2 separate regions of the Podarcis muralis genome follow, and region 2 is linked to region 1. Evidence: chromatin contacts called from public Hi-C data. All regions are on one chromosome and are shown on one strand. The core of a region is the stretch at or near the end of the contact, and the rest is flanking DNA. Distances in the headings are between cores, read along the strand shown.

What was found. A called contact is a pair of places that touch in the nucleus more often than the background predicts.
Region 2: a contact with region 1 is called in a Hi-C map of tail, with 2.5 times the contacts expected there. The contact joins the promoter of MFN1 here to the promoter of NDUFB5 in region 1. A contact is called at or near these places in 2 of 3 Hi-C or Micro-C datasets (blood and tail).

The regions. Positions count from the first base shown.
Region 1 is chr6:10,984,734-10,990,321 of rPodMur119.hap1.1, reverse strand. NDUFB5 (NADH:ubiquinone oxidoreductase subunit B5) reads left to right here and starts at 2,374. Exons shown (of 6, transcript XM_028731628.2): 1 at 2,374-2,532; 2 at 3,502-3,590. The coding sequence starts at 2,406. It overlaps MRPL47 (mitochondrial ribosomal protein L47), which reads right to left and starts at 973. Exons shown (of 7, transcript XM_077929751.1): 1 at 816-973. The coding sequence starts at 907.
Region 2 is chr6:11,133,933-11,139,520 of rPodMur119.hap1.1, reverse strand. MFN1 (mitofusin 1) reads left to right here and starts at 3,276. Exons shown (of 18, transcript XM_028731620.2): 1 at 3,276-3,434. The coding sequence starts at 3,304.

The sequences.
Region 1 (5,588 bases), core at 1,125-3,624:
AAGATTACACCCAAACTCTTAATGGACGGTGCTGGTACTAATTGCACCCCCGCAAGAGATGGGAGTTGCCCCCCCAATCCCATATTGTCCACTCTGGGCGGCTTCCAACAGAAAGCCCTAAACGGCCTCGGTCCTGTATAGCTGAAGGAGCATCTCTACCCCCATCGTTCAGCCTGGACACTGAGATCCAGCGCCGAGGGCCTTCTGGCAGTTCTCTCATTGCGAGAAGTGAGGTTACAAGGAACCAGGCAGAGGGCCTTCTCGGTAGGGCCCTGCCCTGTGGATGCCCTTCAGATGTGAAGGAAATAAGCAGCTATCCTATCTTTAAAAGACATCTGAAGGCTTCAGGGAAGTTTTTAATATTTAATGCTGTATTGTTTTTAACACTTGATTGGGAGCCGCCCAGAGTGGCTGGGGAAACCCAGCCAGATAGACGGGGTATAAATAATAAATAAATTATTATTATTATTATTATTACTATTACTATTATTATTATTGTTGTTGTTGTTGTTGTTGTTATATATAAAAACGTAATGAAACATTAAGCATTGAAAAAGTAGCTTGGGCGGGGTATAAATAATATATATATATATATATCGCAATGAAACAGTAAACATTGAAAAAGTAGCTTGGGCGGGGTATAAATAAATAAATAAATAAATAAATATAATATATATAAAAAACGTAATGAAACATTAAGCATTGAAAAAGTAGCTTGGCTTGAACTCGGCACGGGGGGAATTCAAGGAATAAAAGGCACACGGTAAAGCGGAGGTCGCAGGGCGCCTCCCTCCTCCCGCCCGGCGACTGCCCACCTGGGAGGAGAGGACGCCGACGAGCCGCCCCAGGTCGCTGCAGCCAACCTCAGGAGCTTCGAGAACGGCCGGCAAAGCGCCGCCACCGCCATGACATCTCCCGTTTCCCACAATGCTCATCGGCCGCCGCCGGAAGGCGTCGGCCCAGGCCCATAGAGATTGCGAAGGAAGTACGCAGGGGCACGCAGGCCTAGCTTCCGGTTTGGGTCGGAAGCCGCTCTTCCTTGGGGTTTCCTTTGGGTTCAGAGCAGGGTCTACCCTCCGCAGCGCTGAGCATTCCTAGAGCGGACCTCCTTCCCCTATTATCCTTTAAGAGGGTGGAGGGGAAACGGTTCAGTTTGAGAAGGAAGCGCTATGTGTCTAACTTTTCCTTTCCCCACAACGCTCCTTGCCTTCGAGCGCATATACAAGAAAAATCGAAGAGGCGACCGTGCGAGGTCGCCTTCCGCAGTAAAAACGTCGGTCTTTGGGCACCTTAAAAAGCGACACCACGAGCAGCCTTTCGTGAACTATAAGCAAGAAAATGAATCCAGCTCATCGTGTATTTTTAAATCCGTTTTGGCTGACGTGAAAATCGCATTGGATTGAGAAATTCAGGATTTTTACCGTTGACAGTCACTGAGCAGTGGCTGGACTCCGCCAAGAAACGAAACATAGCGAGCCTTTCCTGCTCTTGTTCAGATCTCATTTTTGAGGGGTTGCTTTGATTTAGCTTTTTAAACATTCACAAATGAACTCTTCAGATGCAAACACTGCTCAAGGCCTCCATTATTATTATTATTATTATTATTATTATTATTATTATTATTATTATTATTATTATTATTATTGGTGCAAGTCAGTGAAGTGTAACTCTGTGTAACAGAGCATCCAGCTGATGCTTAAAAGAGATTTGGGCTCTGATTTATAATGTGCAATATGAATAGTGGATTGAGTTGCAGGGAATCATAATGATGATAATGATAATGATGATAACAACATGATGTCGCTTTATCTTGCGCAAGGCAACCCAAAGCGACTTACAACCAAACAACCACTTGCATGAATCGCTCTTACGCTCTTATCCAGTACAGTCTTTACAGTGTCTACTCGGAAGTAAGCCTATTTGAATTCAGTGGTGCTTACTGGAGAAATACAGCCTTTTTTTCCTTTAAAGGATTTTGCATGCAATAGGACCATAGGCGTTGCCAAGGCTGTGGGCGTGGGGCAACTTAGATCAAGTAAAACCATAGTAAAACATAACTAACTGACCAATCACGTCGGTTCTGCGCCCCCTAACAAAAATCCTGACTATGCTCGTGAATAGGACCCGAATTAAAACAACAACAACTCTTTGCCGCTTATCTTTTGCCTGGGGGAGAAAGACGGGAAGAGTCGCAACTGCACTTCCTACGAGCATCTAATAGAGAAACCCCGTCGGGTTCTGCGAGCGGCGCATTGAACTCGGAAACCGGCTCTACGTGGCAGTCTTCTATTAGTGAATCTACGCGCCGCCCTGGCGCCCGTTCTAAAGATGGCGGCGACGTGCCTTCAGCCCCGCCCGCCGAACACGAGTCACCTTCCCTCGCTGTTACCTTGCCAGTCGCAGGCATGGCGGCCATGAGCCTCCTGCTCCGAGCGGCGGCTGCTTTCGCGGCCAGGAGGACCTTTCCCGGCCCGGGTCTCTGGGGTCGCTTCTCCCTGCCTGCGCGGGCCGCTGGCCGCTCTGTGCTCATCGGTATGGCTTCCCTAGGGGACGGGGGGGATCCGTGGGGTGGGGTGGGGGGTTTCCCGTCTGGTTGACCTTGAGGATTTGGGACAATCGCTGAGTTTTACGGTGTGTCTGTGGGGGGGGGGCGTTGCCACCATATATGTGCAATAATAATAATTTTACATATAATATCTAATCGTATTATATCTAATTGCCGTGACTCCACTGCCTGGGAAACCTATTGCGCAGGCAGAAGTTCAACTGGTGAAGGTTCCTCCTAACCTGCTTGGTTTGGGCCAGCCATGCATATAATAATAATAATAATAATAATAATAATAATAATAATAATAATAATTTTATTATTTATACCCCACCCATCTGGCTGGGTTTCCCCAGCCACTCTGGGTGGCTTCCAGCCGGATATTAAAAACAATACAGCATCAGACATTAAAAACTTCCCTAAAAAGGAACGCTTTCACTTGTCTTTTAAAAGTAAAATAGTTGTTTATTGCCTTGACATGTGCTGGGAGGGCGTTCCACAGGGGGCATCTGCCACTCAATCGCAGTCCTTCCCCCAAGGGCTACTTTTCTCGGAGGAAGGGTATGCTTTCAAAGGCATGCCAATGATGAAAATAAATAGCAAAGCAACCCTGTCTCGGCTGGGTCAGAGCTGGACAAGTCCCTTTATTATTATTATTTATTATTTGTTGAATTTATATACCTAAACCCCAGGAGTCTCAGGGCGGTTCACAGAATAAAACCAAGATATAAAACCACAAAATACATAATAAAAATAAAAACAACAGCCCAATAGCCCCCCCCCCCAAACACACACACACACACACACCCCACAGTCTCGGTTTTTTGCTTTGCAAGAATAGCTATGTGGGAATGTGCAAAAACAGGAGAACACAACCGAAAGTCTCTTTGTCGGCTTGACTGGGTCACAGAAACCACAGCTGGCTTTGCGCTAACACGTGGATTTGATTTTTGCAGCTCCAGTACGCCATGGCAGTGGAGGTGGGAAAAGAATGTTTGTCATCCAGGCGACGGATTTTTATGACAGGCGATTCCTGCTTTTGTTGGTGAGTCTCCACTCTTTGGGGAGGGAGGAATTGTAGGAAACCAAAAGGTGTCACACAGGATATTCTGTGATATTCTGTGTTCTAAATGCTACTGTATTCAGTCTTCCTAAGCCCAAGGTTTACCTTAGAGATGGCTTCTTGAGCTTTGTAAGCAGAGCAGAGATACCTGTGGACCAGGGCCAGATTTAGGTTTGATGAGGCCCTAAGCTACTGAAGGTAATGGGGCCCTTTATATGTGATATTTTAGGGAGCAGAAGAAGAGGAGGAGGAGGAGTTTGGATTTGATATCCCGCTTTATCACTACCCAAAGGAGTCTCAAAGCGGCTAACATTCTCCTTTCCCTTCCTCCCCCACAACAAACACTCTGTGAGGTGAGTGGGGCTGAGAGACTTCAGAGAAGTGTGACTAGCCCAAGGTCACCCAGCAGCTGCAGGTGGAGGAGCAGAGACGCGAACCCGGTTCACCAGATTACGAGTCGTACCGCTCTTAGCCACTACACCACACTGGCTCTCAGACTAGTAGGCAGGGCCCATTACTTACATCATAGGAGCCTACATAACACAAAACACTTTCGCTGTATGTAGGTTTTATTTTATTTGTTTTTTATCTTATGTTTTGGAAATGTACATCCAGCTTTTCCCCCCTTTAATTTTTTGGGGGCCCCCAAGAGCGTGGGGCCCTAAGCTATAGCTTGTTTAGCTTATATGTAAATCCGGCACTGCTGTGGACTATAAAAGTCGCCTTTCTGTTTTGCAAGAGGATATACGATATACAGGTGGATTTTTTTTAGCTTATTGGTAACTATAGGATTAGAAAGGGGGCAGTATCAACTCCACTTTTCCTAGAGAGCCCTTGTACAACCTACAGATAGGTAGCCGTGTTGGTCTGCCATAGTCAAAACAAAAAAAATTCCTTCCAGTAGCACCTTAAAGACAACTAAGTTAGTTCTTGGTATCTGAAGAAGTGTGCATGCACACGAAAGCTCATACCAAGAACTAACTTAGTTGGTCTTTAAGGTGCTACTGGAAGGAATTTTTTTTGTCTTGTACAACCTGTTACCGTGGGATAAGGGTGGCTGCAACTTTGCAGCAGTTCTGGTGACTGTTGTTTGTTTCAAGGTTGGACGTGAGCCCAGCTACAATGCTGGGATTATTGTATCATCGGCAGAACTATTGGGTTGGGGTCATCATGTTTAGGTCGGGATCCATGTATGCACCAAAGAATTGCTCATTTGTTTTCATGGCAGCACTTCCTGCTGCCCAAGAGATAAGTCTCTGTTCAGTGGCTTGCCTCTTCAGCAGCTGGTATCCATATCAATGAAGAGAAGTAGTTTTATTTTAAAACAGTGCTCCAGCAAAAACAATAAATGAAATTCAGGATTCTTATCTCTCTTTGTGTGCTTTTTACTTCTTTGGATCATTGCCATAAACAGACAATAAGATATTTCAGAGTGAACGGTGTACATTCATTTAGAGGTCTTTTCACATAAAACGCCAAGTGGTATCTGAATATTCAAGAGTTTTAAGTTCTGAATAAATGACCATTTCTTCTTCTGTTATTATTTCTAAACCACTCTTAATCCAAGGATCACACAGTGGTTTTATATTTTACAAGATGAAAACACCAAAATACATAATTTAGTAAGAAACAAAAACAATAACCTCCCCCCCCCCAAGTTTAAAAGCCTATAGATTGTTTAATTAGATAGAAGAGGAATGTTATTGTCTGAAATATTAGGCTAGAAAATATATCCTAATAGTCCAGATTGTAGTGTTTGTATTGGGAGAGGTTCAGTGTTGGAAGTGTTCAGAAGCAGAAGGCTCTTTAATACATATTTTGTGGTGATATAAACACACAAAGAAATATTGAGAGATGGTATATGAGGAACTTAAGCAAATGTCTGAATTCACATTTCAAAAAAATCCAGAAGCCTTCCTTTTAGCAATAACAGGAGAGGAGATACCAAAGGAAGTCAAAAATCTATTTTTGTATGCAACA
Region 2 (5,588 bases), core at 2,027-4,526, 150 kb before region 1:
TCCTCCATTTGCCACTTTCATGTTTCATCTCCTTGTTCGGCTACCATCACTCCCAAGTGAGAGTCATACATATATGGCTGAGTGTGTCTCGCACCAGTGATGTGGGATAGCAGATTTTCCAGTGCTTTATTTTTCTGTGGGAAACCTGTTCCATGCCACTTGCAAATAAATATTATGTAAGCCCCAGTACAGCGTGGTGGAGGGGAAGTTGTTCTGTCGGGCAGGTAGAAAGATTTGCACTGATGGAACGATCTCCTTAGCACTAATTTAAATACGACCCAATATACAACTACAGGCTGTCCGAAAGCCTCTATAAATACATAACATGGTAAAAAGGACTATAAAACTGAATTCTGCTCTGAGTAGACCCATTAAAATTAATGGACATTAGTGAAGACCTTCAACGAGTGTACTGAATTTGACTAATGTTGGATGCAACCTAAAATAACCATCTTAAAAGCCATCACAGTAGCAAATGAAACCAGCAAATAATGCAAGTGTAAAAGTAGATAGCAAAAAAATAACAATTTAATTGTGTTGATGATTTGATTGTTTCTTTGATTGTTCCTGAATCTTCCCACCACACTTGCCATCCTCTCCTGCCATACCCTTTGAGAAACCCTGATGTAAGGGGTCTTCCACACTGATCTTGGTGAAGTGAAATTATGTATGCCTCAAAAAAGGTGCTGTGTATATGAAAAGTAGATATATATGCACAAAATGGGGGGGGGGCGTTATTTAAGAGGGTTGAAAAAAATTAAATTCTCAATAGAATTGCTTTCTGGAAGCAGAGAAAGTGTTTCCTGCTGCTTGAGGAAGCGCTCTGGGACCGTGGACCATTAAAGTGCAATGTAGCTCTTTGAATTCTGGACCTACCGTGATAAGACTGATGAAAGCACCATGTATCCAGTGTTTGAAACTCCCATTGTTCTAGGCGCGTTTTGTGACATCATTAGCTCGAGCAGTTTCTGATCCCTGGGTGCAGTACTGCACCTAAGGTTTCGGATTAAAACTGCAGAGTGGAAGGAAAGGACCTTTTTCTGCCTCCCCACTTCCAGGTACTCTCTGAAGACTGGAGAAGAGACCCTCTTGAGAATATTAGGGCGAAAGACTATACCATGTGAAAAACGAACATAGCTGCAGTTCATTCATTTCCAGCTTTGTATTCTTCCATGACATTCCATTGTTGCGTCCATAACCTAGGTTTAAGGTCCATTTAGCTTCTAGCTTTCATATTTCAGTTTCTAACAGCATGTATCACCATGGGAGTTGCTGTTAATTTCTATCTTCTTAAATTATTCAGGTTTATTATGTGACCTATAAATGTTTTATATACCCAAGCTATAATCTATAAAATTATATCCACTACGCTATTGTACCAACAGCTCTAGTAGTCTAGCAAGCTTCCATGTGGCACAGTTTGCCACTGGGCAGAAACTATTCTGCTCTGCTCTGCTCTGCTCTGCTCTGCTCTGCTCTGCTCAGCTGCTTGCTATTCTAGCAGTGCAAAGCTATGCATGCCTATGCAGAAGGAAATTCCATTGAGCACAATGGGACTTACTTGGGAGTCAGTGTTTACAGTAGTGTTTAGGTTATAATGCCTATCAGCCCTCTTCTTCCTTTCCTGACCTGGGAGCAGCCATTCCATCAGACTGCTTCAGTGGGGAAGATGGAAAACACAGCTCACTCACATTAGCTGAAAGATCAGCTTGATAGGCACTTTGTGCCCCAGGAATTAAGCCAGCTGGTCATTGCAAGAGCAACGTAGTGCCTGGGTTTGATTCTTCCCTTTGTATCCTTTTTCCTTCACGTGCCATGTTTTTCTTATATCATAACCCTGCAGGCAGGGACTGTCTTCTTTTGATTGTATGTGAACCACTCAGGGAGCTGAAGAGCAGGGTACAAATGTTCCAAATAGTTCACATTTATCGGGTCTTTGCTGCAACATCATTTTAAAGGCTAAGCAATGGAGACGCCCTTGAAGAACGCAGATTGCTAGGCTGCAACCCTATACACCATTAACCTGGGAGTAAGTCCCATCAAACTCTGAAGGACTTAACTTCTGGCATTGCACTGTTAAGCACCTAATCTAGTGTAGAGTAGTGGCTAACTGTGCCATCTTCGTCTGCTCAGAAGGCAGTCCTGTTGAGTTCAAGGGACTTACTCTCAGGTTAAGTGTGCATAGAGGACTGCAGCCTTAGGTGCCCTCCAAATTTTTTGGACACCAGCATGTGTCATAATAAATTTACTAAGTCATTATGGCTCCCGAAGACGACTCTTCTTTTACTGCTGAGCAAACAGGCACAAGTCTATTCGCAAGAAGGCTGAAATCTTAATCTCAGGGTAATGGGTTCGAGCCCCACATTGGGCAAAAGATGTCTGCATTGCAGGGGGTTGGACCAGATGACCCTCGTGGTCCCTTCCAACACTACAATTCTATGATTGCATGAGTGTGTTTTGGAGGGGAATCTCTGTTGCTTAGTCGTGTCCGACTCTTCGTGACCCCATGGACCAGAGCACGCCAGGCACTCCTGTCTTCCACTGCCTCCCGCAGTTTGGTCAAACTCATGTTGGTAGCTTCAAGAACACTATCCAACCATCTCGTCCTCTATCGTCCCCTTCTCCTTGTGCCCTCCATCTTTCCCAACATCAGGGTCTTTTCCAGGGAGTATTCTCTTCTCATGAGGTGGCCAAAGTCTTGGAGCCTCAGCTTCAGGATCTGTCCTTCCAGTGAGCACTCAGGGCTGATTTCCTTAAGAATGGATGCGTTTGATCTTCTTGCAGTCCATGGGACTCTCAAGAGTCTCCTCCAGCACCATAATTCAAAAGCATCAATTCTTCGTCCATCAGCCTTCTTTATGGTCCAGCTCTCACTTCCGTACATCACTACTGGGAAAACCATAGCTTGAACTTATTACGGACCTTTGTTGGCAAGGTGATGTCTCTGCTTTTTAAGATGCCTTACTAAACCAGTGTGGTACAGGGGTTAGATTGCTGGACTAGAACCTGGGAAACCAGGGTTCAAATCCCCACACTCAGCCAAGAACCTCAACATATAAATAAAACAACGAAGCCTGCCCCTGGCGGTCGACTTGCACCTCTGCTCCCTCGACCACTCCCGCTCTTTCCTATCTCTATGCAACGAGCCCGGGAATGAACCGAAAGGCTTTCCAACGTCCGCAGGGAAGAGACGGCGTGATGGTGGGAGGGGGTAAAGGCGGAGTTAACCGCGGCGCACGCGCAGAGAGAGTCTCTGACGCCGGCTGGTCCCTTTGCCCTGACCAGCGATGGCGGAGCGCGTGGATGGTGAGAGGAAGGCGCTCGAGAGGCGGCGGAAGTGATACCTGCCTCCTCTTGGTTGGGCGAGAGCGAGGGGCGGAAGACGCCGGCGAGGCTGAGCGCGGGAGGGGGGCGAGCCTTGCTCCCGTTGCCAGGTAAAAGGGGAGGGGGGGCGAGTGACCTTTGGGCTTTTTTGGGGGGGGGATTTGACCTTTCGTCCCCCATTTGAGTTGCGGGGCTTGTTCTGTCAGGTTTTGCTTCAGGCTGGAGGGGGCTTCGAGGGGGCTTATGTAATGCCAAACTGAACTTGGTCCCAGGCTACCTCGTGCCTGACCTCCTCTGACACATTTCTTAACATTTATTTATTGCATCGAGTTATTTCTTCCTTAAAAAAAAAAAAAGTAGCTGTTGTAAATCTTCTAGCTGTGGGACAGGCAGGTCGCTCGCCCCAGTCAAGACACTTGCTCCTGGGGTGCCCTACCGAAAGAAGAGCCCAAAAAAACCCAACAGAATTGGGTGCAACAGACAAATTAAAAGGGGCTTGTGCTGTAGTCGACTTGGAGCAAACCCAAAGTACAGTGGTACCTGGGGTTACATACGCTTCAGGTTAAATACACTTCAGGTTACAGACTCCACTAACCCAGAAATAGTGCTTCAGGTTAAGAACTTTGCTTCAGGATGAGAACAGAAATCGCACAGCGGAGGCAGGAGGCCCCATTAGCTAAAGTGGTACCTCAGGTTAAGAACAGTTTCAGGTTAAGAACGAACCTCCAGAACAAATTAAGTACTTAACCCGAGGTACCACTGTACGTTGGACGCAGCTGCCAAGCCCCTCTCTCTTTCCTCTTCCTTTTTTCCTGATCTCTCCTTGGGAATCTTTTTTTAGGAAAGGTCACTTGCGAACATTGTTGTTGTTATTTGTTCCTGCCAGCTTGGAATCCTGGCTCGGAAGAATGCAACTCAGACAAGATCAGGTTGGGCCCCACCAACTCTTCTGAGTCTTTCAGGGAGCTTGTTTCAGCAAAAGCACCTATAAAGACTCTCAGACTCAAATCAGCAAAGAAGTTTCGAAGGCAGAGTCCCGCCTGAAGCTGCCAACTTAGAATTAATAGGGAGATTTGACACTTCCAAACTCGGGCTTAGTGGTGATTTCATTTCACTTTTAAATTGTGTAACCTACCATGTTTCTGTATTACTATACACAAGGCGATTTGGGATTGGCTAACTCCCTCTTTGAGTTTGAGTTTGAGCTACCTTTTTATCAGTTCATTCCCAGGTGGGAGTGTTTCATGTCTCCTCTGGTTGGATCTTTTATAGTTTGTCTGGATCTCATTTTAAGTCACACTCTGAACAGGAATGTGGTGTATCTTGCATTGTGGGGGAGAGGGTTTCTGGCCACACTTTGGACAAATGCACACTTGCCAACTGAGGTTAGGGCTAGAAGGGACCCCAAGGCAGCTGTCCCATACGGGGATCAAACATGCAACCTTTCACTGCAGAACCAGGGTGGTAGTCAACTAAGCTTTACTCAGCGTAGACCCAAATAAAAAATGCTTTCAGAAAGTGAAAAATATCCTCTAGATCTGTCGCCAGTATTGCATCGGAGGGTATGGTCCCTGGCCCATAAAGGCTTGTGTTTCCAATAAACGTATTGTTGAAGATTCCACGGAGCTCTCTGCTATTTAAGGTATATTCATTATGCAGAATAGAAAGTCTTTCATCACACTGCATTTCTGGCAAAGTGCATGCTCTATATATTGCATGGAGCTGACAGTTCCAGCAGCTCAGAGATACACACCCAGTGTTTTTCTCGGTCAGTATGGCACAGTTGGGGTGGGACTGTTATGGTTTCCTCCCTCTCTGAAGAAGCTAGTCACAATTGGGCTACTAGCCAATTTCACTTGAGTTTGACACCCTAACTTGCAGGTCACAGAAAAATGTGAGCCTTCACTACAAAGCACTTGAAGGCTGCAGACACTTTATAAGACTTTCAAGAGATCATTTGTTTTATGAATATTGCCTATAAGGCTCTGCACTGAAGGAAAATAGTACTGATTTTTCTAATCCGGAGAAATTAACATTTGGACAGGGGGATAAATGGAATGCATAAAATTTAATGCAACATCTGATTGGCCACTGTGAAAACAGGATTCCTGCTTTACTAATCTAATTTGCTGTTTTGTCCCCTTCATTTGATTAAATTTAACAGTCTGATTTCATAATAATGCATATTATTTCTTATCTTCTTTATTTTAGCAATGGTGAATTGTATGGGAAATGGTTTATTCTGTCTCTAGGATTATAACAGC